Linked DNA regions of Macaca mulatta: region 1 is linked to region 2. The links are chromatin contacts, called in public Hi-C maps. All regions are on one chromosome and are shown on one strand. Each heading gives the region's core, a stretch centred on a gene start, on an enhancer-like site or on the middle of the called end of the contact. The rest is flanking DNA. Distances are from core to core; before and after follow the strand shown.

The links. A called contact is a pair of places that touch in the nucleus more often than the background predicts.
Region 1: a Hi-C map of liver shows a contact between it and region 2, with 2.5 times the contacts expected there. The contact joins the promoter of CYB5R1 here to the promoter of KLHL12 in region 2. A contact is called at or near these places in 2 of 14 Hi-C or Micro-C datasets (blood and liver).

The regions. Positions count from the first base shown.
Region 1 is chr1:60,635,517-60,640,810 of T2T-MMU8v2.0, forward strand. It overlaps CYB5R1 (cytochrome b5 reductase 1), which reads right to left and starts at 2,249. Exons shown (of 9, transcript NM_001257476.2): 1 at 2,179-2,249; 2 at 1,737-1,886; 3 at 1,516-1,588; 4 at 875-981; 5 at 371-500. The coding sequence starts at 2,193.
Region 2 is chr1:60,590,205-60,595,611 of T2T-MMU8v2.0, forward strand. KLHL12 (kelch like family member 12) reads right to left here and starts at 3,683. Exons shown (of 12, transcript NM_001266339.1): 1 at 3,579-3,683; 2 at 1,445-1,684. The coding sequence starts at 1,639.

The DNA of each region.
Region 1 (5,294 bases), core at 999-3,498, 44 kb after region 2:
CAGCTCCAGGGACTTGCTAATGCACCCAGCTGTTCCCATGGGAAGGGCTGAAAGCTATCTCTGGCTCTCTCCACAGCTCACCCCGGGGGGCAAATTTTTGAAGGAGGGGAAGAGGGGCACATGTTTGCTTTAGTAATCTCCACAGCTGCCATGGCTAGGGAATTCAAGTGGAGGAGGAACTGCTTCCTGTGGCAAATGGGGCTGAGAAACATGCCTTTCTGTCGTATCAGTGCTATGTTTAGAAGGAAGGGCGGCCCCGGCCCTTACACACATGCACACACATGTGTACACACAGCCATACTGTGCCAAGAGGACTATTATGGGAACTGATAAAGTGGGAGACAGGTTCAAGGAGAAAACAGGTCATTACCTTTTCCAGTGTAAGTGAGCAACCCGCTTGGCCCCCGAAACTCCACCACATCCCCAATCTTCAGGCTATCTAGGTACTGAGACATCTTCCCTCCCTCAGGAAATTTGGGGTGCACACCCTTCAGGTAGACCTTACAAGACAGAGAGAAAAATACCTTATTTGGAATGTCAATGGTTTCTGAGCCCCATGTTGACTAAACCTCCCTGAGGCTGGGGCAGGGATCAGATATGTGCTATCTTTTCCCCATCTACATACTTTCTTTTTTTTTTTGAGTCAGAGTTTCGCTCTTGTTGCCCAGGCTGGAGTGCAGTGGCGCAATCTCGGCTCGCTGAAACCGCCTCCTGGGTTCAAGCGAGTCTCCTGCCTCAGTATCCCGAGTAGCTCATACTTTTTTCATATCCACAAAGTATATACCATTTCCGGCTATCAGGCACATCTTAGAAATTTCTACAAATCCCAGAAAGAATGGGTAAGCAGCCCCAGGGTCCCTCCCTAGCCCCTTACCTTGATGACAAGATCCACGTAGCCTTGATCCTCATCACTGGTGACAGGAGTGTATGGTCTGATGACCAGGCTGCCATCAATTCGGGTGGAGAGGTAGATATGTTTGCCTGGGGACCGTGCAGAGAACTACATAAGGGCTGTCTGTGATGTGCTGCATCCCTCAAAATACTCAAAGAGATTTGAGAGAACAAGATGTCTTGCTTCCTGCTGTGGTTCCAAGGAGTTACCAGGCAGGGAAGATTCACCCCGTTGAACCCTCAGTTGGATCTCTCATAAGCCCCCAGTTGAGGAAATGCTTATTTCCAGCGTTTCCTGCCAGTTACTGCCAGGACCTTGACAGATGAGTCAAAAGGGTCTGGGCAATGGGAAAAAGTTAGTAGTGCTTGCTCAGATGGAGTAATTAGCAAATCCTGCAGGGAAGAGGCAAGACTGTTAAGTGTTAAAGCTGGTTGGGGGCCACGGAAGCCACACCCTAGAGGGGCCCAGTGGCACCTCACAGCTTGGAGGATGCAGAGCCAAGTGGGGGAAGGGGAATGGTGTGTGGAGTAAACCGGTTGAAGCAGCCTGTTTCATGAGACCCCAGGAGGGGAGTCACCTTCTGAGGATACCAGGGAAAGGAACCCATTCCACACTTTCCTTACCCACAGGCAGCCCCAGAGTGTGGTGGGCGGTGGGCAGGGCAAAGCGGAACCTCTTGGTGTTGTGGCTCACAGTCTGGAGGGTGGAGGACACAAGTGTTTCACCAAGCGCGCCTGGCGCTGCCACGTCCCTTGGACATCCCAACCACCGTGGGTGCTGTACCCTCCATGCCAGAAGCACTCTGGTCCCCTCCTCCACCCTGCCCCTTTCTTCCCCAACTTACCGTCTTGTCCAGCAGTCGTAGCAGGTACTTTTCATTGGGGTCCAGGAGAGTGACCTGAGGCCGGCGGGACCTCCGAACCAAGTAGGAGCCCACAGCCAGGCCGAGCAGAGTGACCAGCCCCACCCCCAGGGAGGCCAGCAGGACTGGGCTCTGTGGGTAGAGGAGGCAGCGTAACCGCCAGGCTGGGAAAGAGCCCGGGGCTTGGGTGCTGACCGTCCCAGGGGTGGCGATCTCGAGCTCCAGCGCGGAGGCATGCCAAGGGCAGAGGAGTAACCTGACAGGGTCCCGAGCCCGGATGTGCGGGACCGGGACCCCAGCATCCACTGTGGGCCCAGAGCCCTGCGGGGCGGGGTCGACAGCGACAGCTCCTGGTTCGGAGCTGAGTGGCCAGAACCAGATGGGGAGGGGTCCCCCAGTGGAGGATACTGAACGAGGGTCTTACCGGCTGGATCCCCATGACGGAGCACCTTTTCCTCCACCACCCGGCAAGCAGACAGATCCCACAGTGCGCCGCGGGGCGGGTCGGAGGGCCGGGCAGGCCTGAGGCTGGGCCGGGCAGGAGGCCGGACCTCGCGGCGCCGGGGGGGCAGGAGGCGGGGCCTGGCGGGGGGTGTCTGTCCGGGGCGGGGCCTAGCAGGAGGCGCCGGCGGCTGGGCCTGTTGGGGGCGGGGCCCGGCAGAGGCGGGGCTGGTCCTCTCTGTGCCCCACCCGGAAAGGGAATTCCGCTACTCGGTAGCTCAGGGTCTCCGGTGCTTATTCAAGATTTTTTAACTTTTTATTTTTTTCTCTCTGTCGCCCAGGCTGGAGTGCAGTGGCGCGATCTCGGTTACTGCAACCTCCGCCTCCCAGGTTCAAGTGTTTCTCCTGCCTCAGCCTCCCGAGTATCTGGAACTACTGGCATGCGCCTCCACGCCCGGCTAATTTTTTTATTTTTTTATTTTTTTTATTTTTAGTACAAACCGAGCTTCACCGTGTTGGTCAGGTTGGTCTCGAGCTCCAGGCCTCAAATAATCTACCCGCTTCGGCCTCCCAACGTGTTGGGATTACAGGCGTGAGCCACCGCACTCGGCCCAAGATCTTTTAAGACCGCAGCTCCAGTCTCTCTTCCCAGAGAAGTGGTCCCTGCCACTTCGACCCGCTTATATCCGAACAGGATGGGAGTTCTGCCTAAGGTAGAACCACGCTAAATTGGGGGATTGGAAATCTCTTGAGTCTGCGGGTGCTGAGCGGAGAGTGTTAACGATGAACCGGAGACAGGCTCAAAGTAGAGCAGAAGGGCCTGAAGTTAATCGCTGTGTAGCCACCTTAGTTTTTCAACCGGCTGAATTGCAGCAAGAGAATGGAACAGCCCGGAGGAGTCTCTTACAGGAGTGAACAGTGGCATGGCAACTTCATTTCCTGGTACCTTTTGACAAAAGACTGATTTTGTTTACAGCGCCAAGCTGTCAGCCTATCAGAATTATTCAGGAGCTTCCTTTGGCTTCAAAGTCCAAGCTTCATATCCTGATTTGGGTTCTTGTGCCCTTAGGGTCAAAGAAATTGACTTTTGAGGCAGAGTGTACAGAATAAGAATCTTGCCTCTAGCACTTATTGGCTCTGTGACCTTAGATAGCTTACTCAACCTTAGTTTCTTCATCTACAGATGGATATATATTATCTACAGACAGATAGTATCTAGTTCATAGCCTTAGCGTGAGGCTTCAATTGACATATGCTAACGTGCTTAATGTAGTGCCTGTCATAAAGCAAAATATTCAACAGATGGCAGTTACTATTATAACTTAAAAGACAGGCCGGGCGCGGTGGCTCAAGCCTGTAATCTCAGCACTTTGGGAGGCCGAGACGGGCGGATCACGAGGTCAGGAGATCGAGACCATCCTGGCGAACACGGGAAACCCCGTCTCTACTAAAAAATACAAAAAAAAAAAAACTAGCCGGGCGAGGTGGCGGGCGCCTGTAGTCCCAGCTACTCGGGAAGCTGAGGCAGGAGAATGGCGTAAACCCGGGAGGCGGAGCTTGCAGTGAGCTGAGATCCGGCCACTGCACTCCAGCCTGGGCGACAGAGCCAGACTCCATCTCAAAAAACAAACAAACAAACAAAAAAAGACAGCACAGAGGGTCAGCTAGGGTTTTAGGAATGAGCTCTGTCTGAGGCACAAGCATGGGACAGGAGGCGGCAGGAAAAGACATCAGGAGCCGCTGGAGCTACAGATTTCCTAAGATGACCATTCTTTCTCACACATGAGTTTCTCAACTAGAATGACATTTGCTTGTTGATGTACAGTGATGGATGAGATCTCTGCAGATGTCAATGTCAACATCTTTTTTTTTTTTTTTTTTTTTTTGAGACGGAGTCTCGCTGTGTCGCCCAGGCTGGAGTGCAGTGGCCGGATCTCAGCTCACTGCAAGCTCTGCCTCCCGGGTTTTTACGCCATTCTCCTGCCTCAGCCTCCCGAGTAGCCGGGACTACAGGCGCCCGCCACCTCGCCCGGCTAGTTTTTTGTATTTTTTAGTAGAGACGGGGTTTCACCGTGTTAGCCAGGATGGTCTCGAACTCCTGACCTCGTGATCCGCCCGTCTCAGCCTCCCAAAGTGCTGGGATTACAGGCTTGAGCCACCGCGCCCGGCCTCAATGTCAACATCTTAAACTAATACCACCGGGGTAGCAGGGACATTGGAGCCCCCAGTTTTCAGTTGTATTTGGTGAACTCTGAATGATTCAAGAGATACTTAGTTTTCCTTTTCCTCTGCACTGGCTGAAAATGTTCCTAAGACCCCAGTACACGTTCCTCTGAATTTTTGAAGCAGCCTGCACACTGACTTGAGGGAAGTGAGTGCACCAGCGCATGGTGACGTGCCAATCCATGCAGAGACTGTTGAAAAGGGGAAGGAAGAGACCCTTCCTCTTTTCTGAGAGAATGAAGCGATTATGTTTCGGTGCTTCTGACACCCCCACTGCTGGCTTGGTTAAGAAGCCACACTACTGATCCTTGCTACTGCCCTGCTCTGGCTAAAGAGGTTCTAGGCCTTCCTCCCTCTAGTGGATAGATGTGGCAAGAGGGGGAGGTATGGAACCAAAGGAGAGCATAACTACTACTCGGGCTTCTCTCAGTGATTGCATTTTCTGAACCCCAAAGTGACACATTCTAACAAGTTTGAGTGTATCACTGGGAACCACAGGACAGAATGGTTGGGTACGGGTTTATCCTGGAAACTAAGCGTCAGACTCAGTAATTGTGGGAAAGCTCCTTTGTTCCTGAAAATGAATGCTGCAGGAGTGGTGGGAAGGGGCTGCTGCCTTGAGTAGGATAGAGATGGGACCAGATGATCTGCAGGTCTTCCTGTCTCAGATTCTGTGGAGAATTCCACTCCACCATGACTCACAGTAATCTTTCATTACTCCTTGTTTGGAGGAAAAGATAGACATTTCTGAATTTTTATTTAACCCAGTCTTTTAAGTTTAGGATTTCCTACTGGGTATACAATAAAGAATAGAAGAGACTGGGTTCACACCTGTAATTCTATCACTTTGGGAGGCTGGGGCAGATGGATCACTTG
Region 2 (5,407 bases), core at 2,433-4,932:
GCATTGGCTCATAGTATTTTTAACTATACCGGTTTTAAAATTAGATTGTAGGATACTCTGGAGGCTAAGGCAGCACAAGGGTTAAAAACTGTTAGGGCTTTAGAGTTGGAAAATATAAAATTAAATCCCACCTCTAGCACTTACAAGCCATGGGACTTTGGGCAAGTGATTTAATATCTGAAACCGTGTTCCTTCATTTGTAAAATGAGACGGTAATACCTACCCCTAGGGTGAGTCAGATATGCACAACAATCACTAGCACAGTACCTGACCCATAAAAGGTAGTTATCACCATTATACCATTCTGATCCAGCAGCAATATCTTCACTAAGATGATAGAACTAAAAAAAAAATACTTGTGCTTAAAAAGACTTTTAAAAAAGTGTTTTCATAATGAAATATTTCAGGCATACATGTAAGTGTAAATTATATAATAAACAGTGGTGCACCCACAACTGAGCTTTGAAAAAATAAATCAAGATAATTTATTTAAATGTGCTCTTAAAATCAGACTTGGGATCTTGAAAAACAAAGACTTGCAATGTTCTTTTCTGTTCAGCTTTCTAAGAGTATTCAACACAATATATTCAACAGCCTTACACCACATTTCAGGTATTTTGTCAGGCAATTACTAAGCAGTTTTTCTTAATACTTTGTGAGCACTACCTGTATTCTCTCAAGCCAACCTTTTCCTAATTCCCTTTGTTAAGTGCTTATAAGTTAACATCTTTTTTCAGGTTATACACTCTATGCCTGCACAGCTATTCATTAAAAACTCTTCTTCCTTTCATTTGAAGTTATCCTAACATCTACACTGATTTTCTTCACATATTGTTAGGAGGAGTGGGGTGAGGTCTGAATCCTACTCTTCTCTCCTTCCTTCCTCCTCATCCCTCTGGTACTCACTTAAAAATTTTTAGACTTTAGAAGGAGAAAAGGCCAGGTGCAGTGGCTCACACCTGTAATGCCAGATGTGGCCACTCTGGGAGGCCAAGGTGGGAGGATTGCTTGAGCCCAGGAGTTCAAGACCAGCCTGGGCAACACAGTGAGACCCTGTCTCTACAAATAAATACATAAATAAATAAAATTAAAAACAAAAAAAGGAGAAAAATTGGAAAACAAATTTAAGAAATAGTAAAATCCAATAGCTGACATTTGTGTTTTACTGCATATTAAACTACTCTAAGCATTTTGTACGTTATTTCATAAAATAATCTTCACAATAACCTTAATAACCAGTTATTACATATTACTGTTATTCCTAACTTAAAGATGAGGAAACTAAAGCATAGTCATCTAAGTGGTAGATCTTATCCAGAATCTGCCAAAACATCACACTGTAAAAATTCACAATTATATCAAAGTTCTACTATTTTATTCAGTGAAATAAGACAACTAGAGTACCACGGGAGTTTCATTTGTGTGGGGCTAACTTATCACTTACCTCACTAGTGAACATGGCACAGAAGTAATCACTACAGGCAGCCAGCACAATCCGATGGGCAGGGAAATCCTTCTGCTCTACTCTCAATGTCACATCACAGAGGGTATTGCTCTTCCTGAGGGAGTTCATTGAATTGAGGATGGATTTAGCATGAGTATTTGTCATTATGTCTTTGGGGGCCATAATGCCTCCCATAAAGCAGTGCGGAGAAAAAACAAAATGGGTCCTTGGATTCTGAAGCTACAAGAGAAAAAAAACAATGAGCATATTCAAAGAACTAGGGAAACTGAACATATTTAATTAGTTTTACAAATTAAGAACCTAAGAGGCTTCCCTCAGACCCAAACAGACACAAGTTGAGGGCACTCCTATGCCTGGCATCACCACCACTATCTAGCCACTATCTAGTACATGTAAAAGTTCTCTCTTCTTTCTCTGAATTCCTCTACCACGGAGTGTCCCTACCACTTGACATTTATTATGATCAATGCTGAAACGTAAGTAGAGATAAACAATATATGTCCTGTAAATCTTCACAAGGTTCTTGTCTCAAATGACAAATTGAAAATATACAATTTCTTAAAGGTGTTATATCATTACTATTTAATATCCTTAAGTAGATAAGTATTTAGAGGCTGAGGATCCTGCTTTATATGTATGCTTTCTATCCTAGAAGTTGCACAATGAATGTTTACAATTTAATGTAAGAATAAGTGTGTATTCAACTTCAACTTAGAGAGAGAAAGGCCAGTCAGTAAAAATAAACTTTTTTCTAAAGAAGTAGCCAAATAATTATGTCTGATGACTTTCAGCTATATCTGGATTTCTTCTTAAAATGAAACTTCAGGCCAGGCCCAGTAGCTCACGCCTGTAATCCCAGCACTTTAGGAGGCTGAAATGGGTGGATCAGTTGAGGTCAGGAGTTTGACACCAGCCTGGCCAACATGGTGAAACCTAGCCTCCACTAAAAATACAAAAAATAGCCAGGTGTGGTGACGCGCGCCTGTAATCCTAGCTACCAAGGAGGCTGAGGCACGAGAATCGCTTGAACCCAGGAGGTGGAGGTTGAATTGAGATGAGATCACACCACCGCACTCCAGCCTGGCAATAGGGCGAGACTCTGTCTCAAAAAAAAAAAAAAAAAAAGAAAGAAAGAAACTTCAATTGACCTATTACCCTAACTGAATAGTGGAAACCACGCAAGTTACCGATGGACTTACACTTGCTTAAGATATTGAAGCTCCTCAACAAGAGGGTATTCCTACTCTATATCTGTAAATGTCCATTACTGGTTAACGAATCAATATTGGAATCCAAAACTTTCTGAAACGATCCGGCGGGGCGGGGGTAGGGGGACGGCAGGAAATAAAACTGTGGTCTCCAGAAGTTCGCAACTCACAAGTAATTTTTCAACAGGAAAAATGAGATCCTAAATTCTCATCTACTTCTGTTTATAGTTGGCATTTTACTCTATAAGCACTATAGATAATCCCTCCAACAACTGCATGACCCATTTTGCAGAAAAGGGGGTGATTCATCAAAGCATATGTTTTTCAAAAAGACTTAAGTCAACTTAGTTTCAACTCTAGGGGTGCAAAAAGAGTCTGGAACAAACGTCCATTTACAGTGAAGACAGCCTGGGGGGTGTTTTATCGTTTCCGTGCCAAAATGACAGTACCCCTAGTGCAGAGTGGCCTTCCTTCTAGGGGATTCCTGCCTCAACACTCCAAGTCTCAGCATATCCTTCACCCTCACCCTTCTGAAGTGACCTATTTTCTAGAACTTCCGTTAACATCTGAATAGAGGGATTCCACTTCGGGAGATTCGGGGCAGGAATGGGGTAGTAAATTCCGGAAAGACTACATTCTAGAGAAGGAAACGAACTCCTTCCTTCTGATACCACCAGGCATATGACCGGCGCCGCCAGATGGAGGTATCGCAGGGGGGCAATTCAGGGGAGAGTTGAGAGGGCGACTGAGGCCAGATGCCCCGCCCCCCCGCCAGCCTTCCTCCTCTCTCCGGCATGTCTCCCATTCCGCCTTACAGGGAGACCAAGGATGGGGGGTAGGGCCATAACCCGGAGTTGACGGACAGGAAGGGAAGGGCTGACTGCCATCACTTCCGCGCAACTCACCTCCGCTCCCGAGCCCACACAGCAGCGCCGGGCCCGTCCCCAGCCTGTGGGGATGGAGTGGGGCGCGGGGCCAGCAGGCGGCTCAGGAAGAGCCGAAGAGCCGCCGCCGCCGCCCCCACCCGGAGGCTCTGGAGGCTCTGGAGCCGTCCAGGTCTGGTCCCTGCGGCCGCGCGACGTGATGACGCAATGCAGCTGGAGCACCGCCCTCCTCCCGCTCGAGTCTGCGTCACGTGAAGAGGTGGTGTCACGTGACCTGCCTGTACCCTGGTGCCGGGCCTCTGCACGTTGCTAGGAAGCCGAATTAGAAAAAGGTCTGGTGGGCAGGGCATGGTGGCTCACGCCTGTAATCCCGGCACTTTGGCAGGCCGAGGCGAGCGAATTACCTGAGCTCCGGAGTTCCACACCCGCCTGGGGAACACGGCAAAACCCCGTTTCTAAAAAAAAAAAAAAAAAAAAAAAATTAGCCCGGCGTGGTGGCCCCGACTGTAGTCCCAGCTACTCGGGAGGCTGAGGCAGGAGGATCACTTGAGCTAGGCGCAGAGGTTGCAGTAAGCCAGAGTCGCCACTGCAGAGACCCTGTTGAAAAAAAAAAAAAAAAAAGTCCGGGCGTGGTGGCTCACGCCTATAATCCCTGCACTTTGGGAGGCCAAGGCGGGTGTATTACTTGAGGTCAGGAATTTGAGACCAGCCTGGCCAACATGGTGAAACCCCATCTGTACTAAAAATACAAAAAACATTAGCCGGGCGTTGTCGCACGCGTCTGTAATCCCAGCTACTCAGGAGGCTAAGGCAGGAGAATCGCTAGAACCCAGGAGGCGGAGGTTGTAGTGAGCCGAGATCGCGCCACTGCACTCAAGCCTGGGCGACCGACTGAAACGCCGTCTCCAAAAAAAAAAAAAAAAGAAAAAAACAAAAAAGGCCGGATGTTGTGGGGTCCGGCAGGGAGCCTGGGAATGTATCTACAGCTCAGCGACTGTCTGAGCCTGAGTTCCTCCCTACTGCTCACGAGGCAGGGCACACAGAGAGAATTCCAACGCTTAATATGCCAAGCATCTGATTGCAGCAAGTATGTTTTACCTTCCAGGTACTGAGAAACTTTTTGACATCGAGAAAACCCACAGAGGCCTCAAATTTTTTCACGTCCATTGTCCACAATGGCCTTTTCGTGCCGAACAACGCTGCGGCGATAATCCTCTGAGCCCTGCGACCCACAGACCTCAGTATATACTCTGCATCATAATGGTCCCTGTCATCACCGCTGAATTGATTCTAAGGAAATTCTAATTGATTCAGTAAATTCTAATTGATTTTGGTGCACTTATCTTAGTGACTGAAAAGGCAAAGAGGTTAATTAGTTCAGCTTATCTCAGTGTCTAGACAAATTGTGTTTGGTAATACTATTTTCCTCTGTGAGCCCTTTGATTTTTTTTTTTTTTTTTTTTTTTTGAGACGGATTCTCGCTCTGTAGCCTAGGCTGGAATGCACTAGCGCGATCTCAGCTCACTGCAACCTCCGCCTCCCGGGTTCAAGCGATTCTTCTGCCTCAGCCTCCCGTAGTAGCTGGGACTACAGGCGCACGCCACCACGCCAGACTAATTTTTGTATTTTTAGTAGAGACGGTGTTTGGCCATCTTGGCCGGGGTGGTCTCGAATTCCTGACCTTGTGATCCGCCCGCCTTGGCCTCCCAAAGTGCTGGGATTACAGACGGAAGCCACACCCCCTGGCCCTTTGATTCTTAAGGATTCTAAAACCATAGCCAAGTGGGTAGCATTTTAAATTTACATTGTGTCCCCATCTTCCATATCATACCTTCCTGATCTAAAACTGT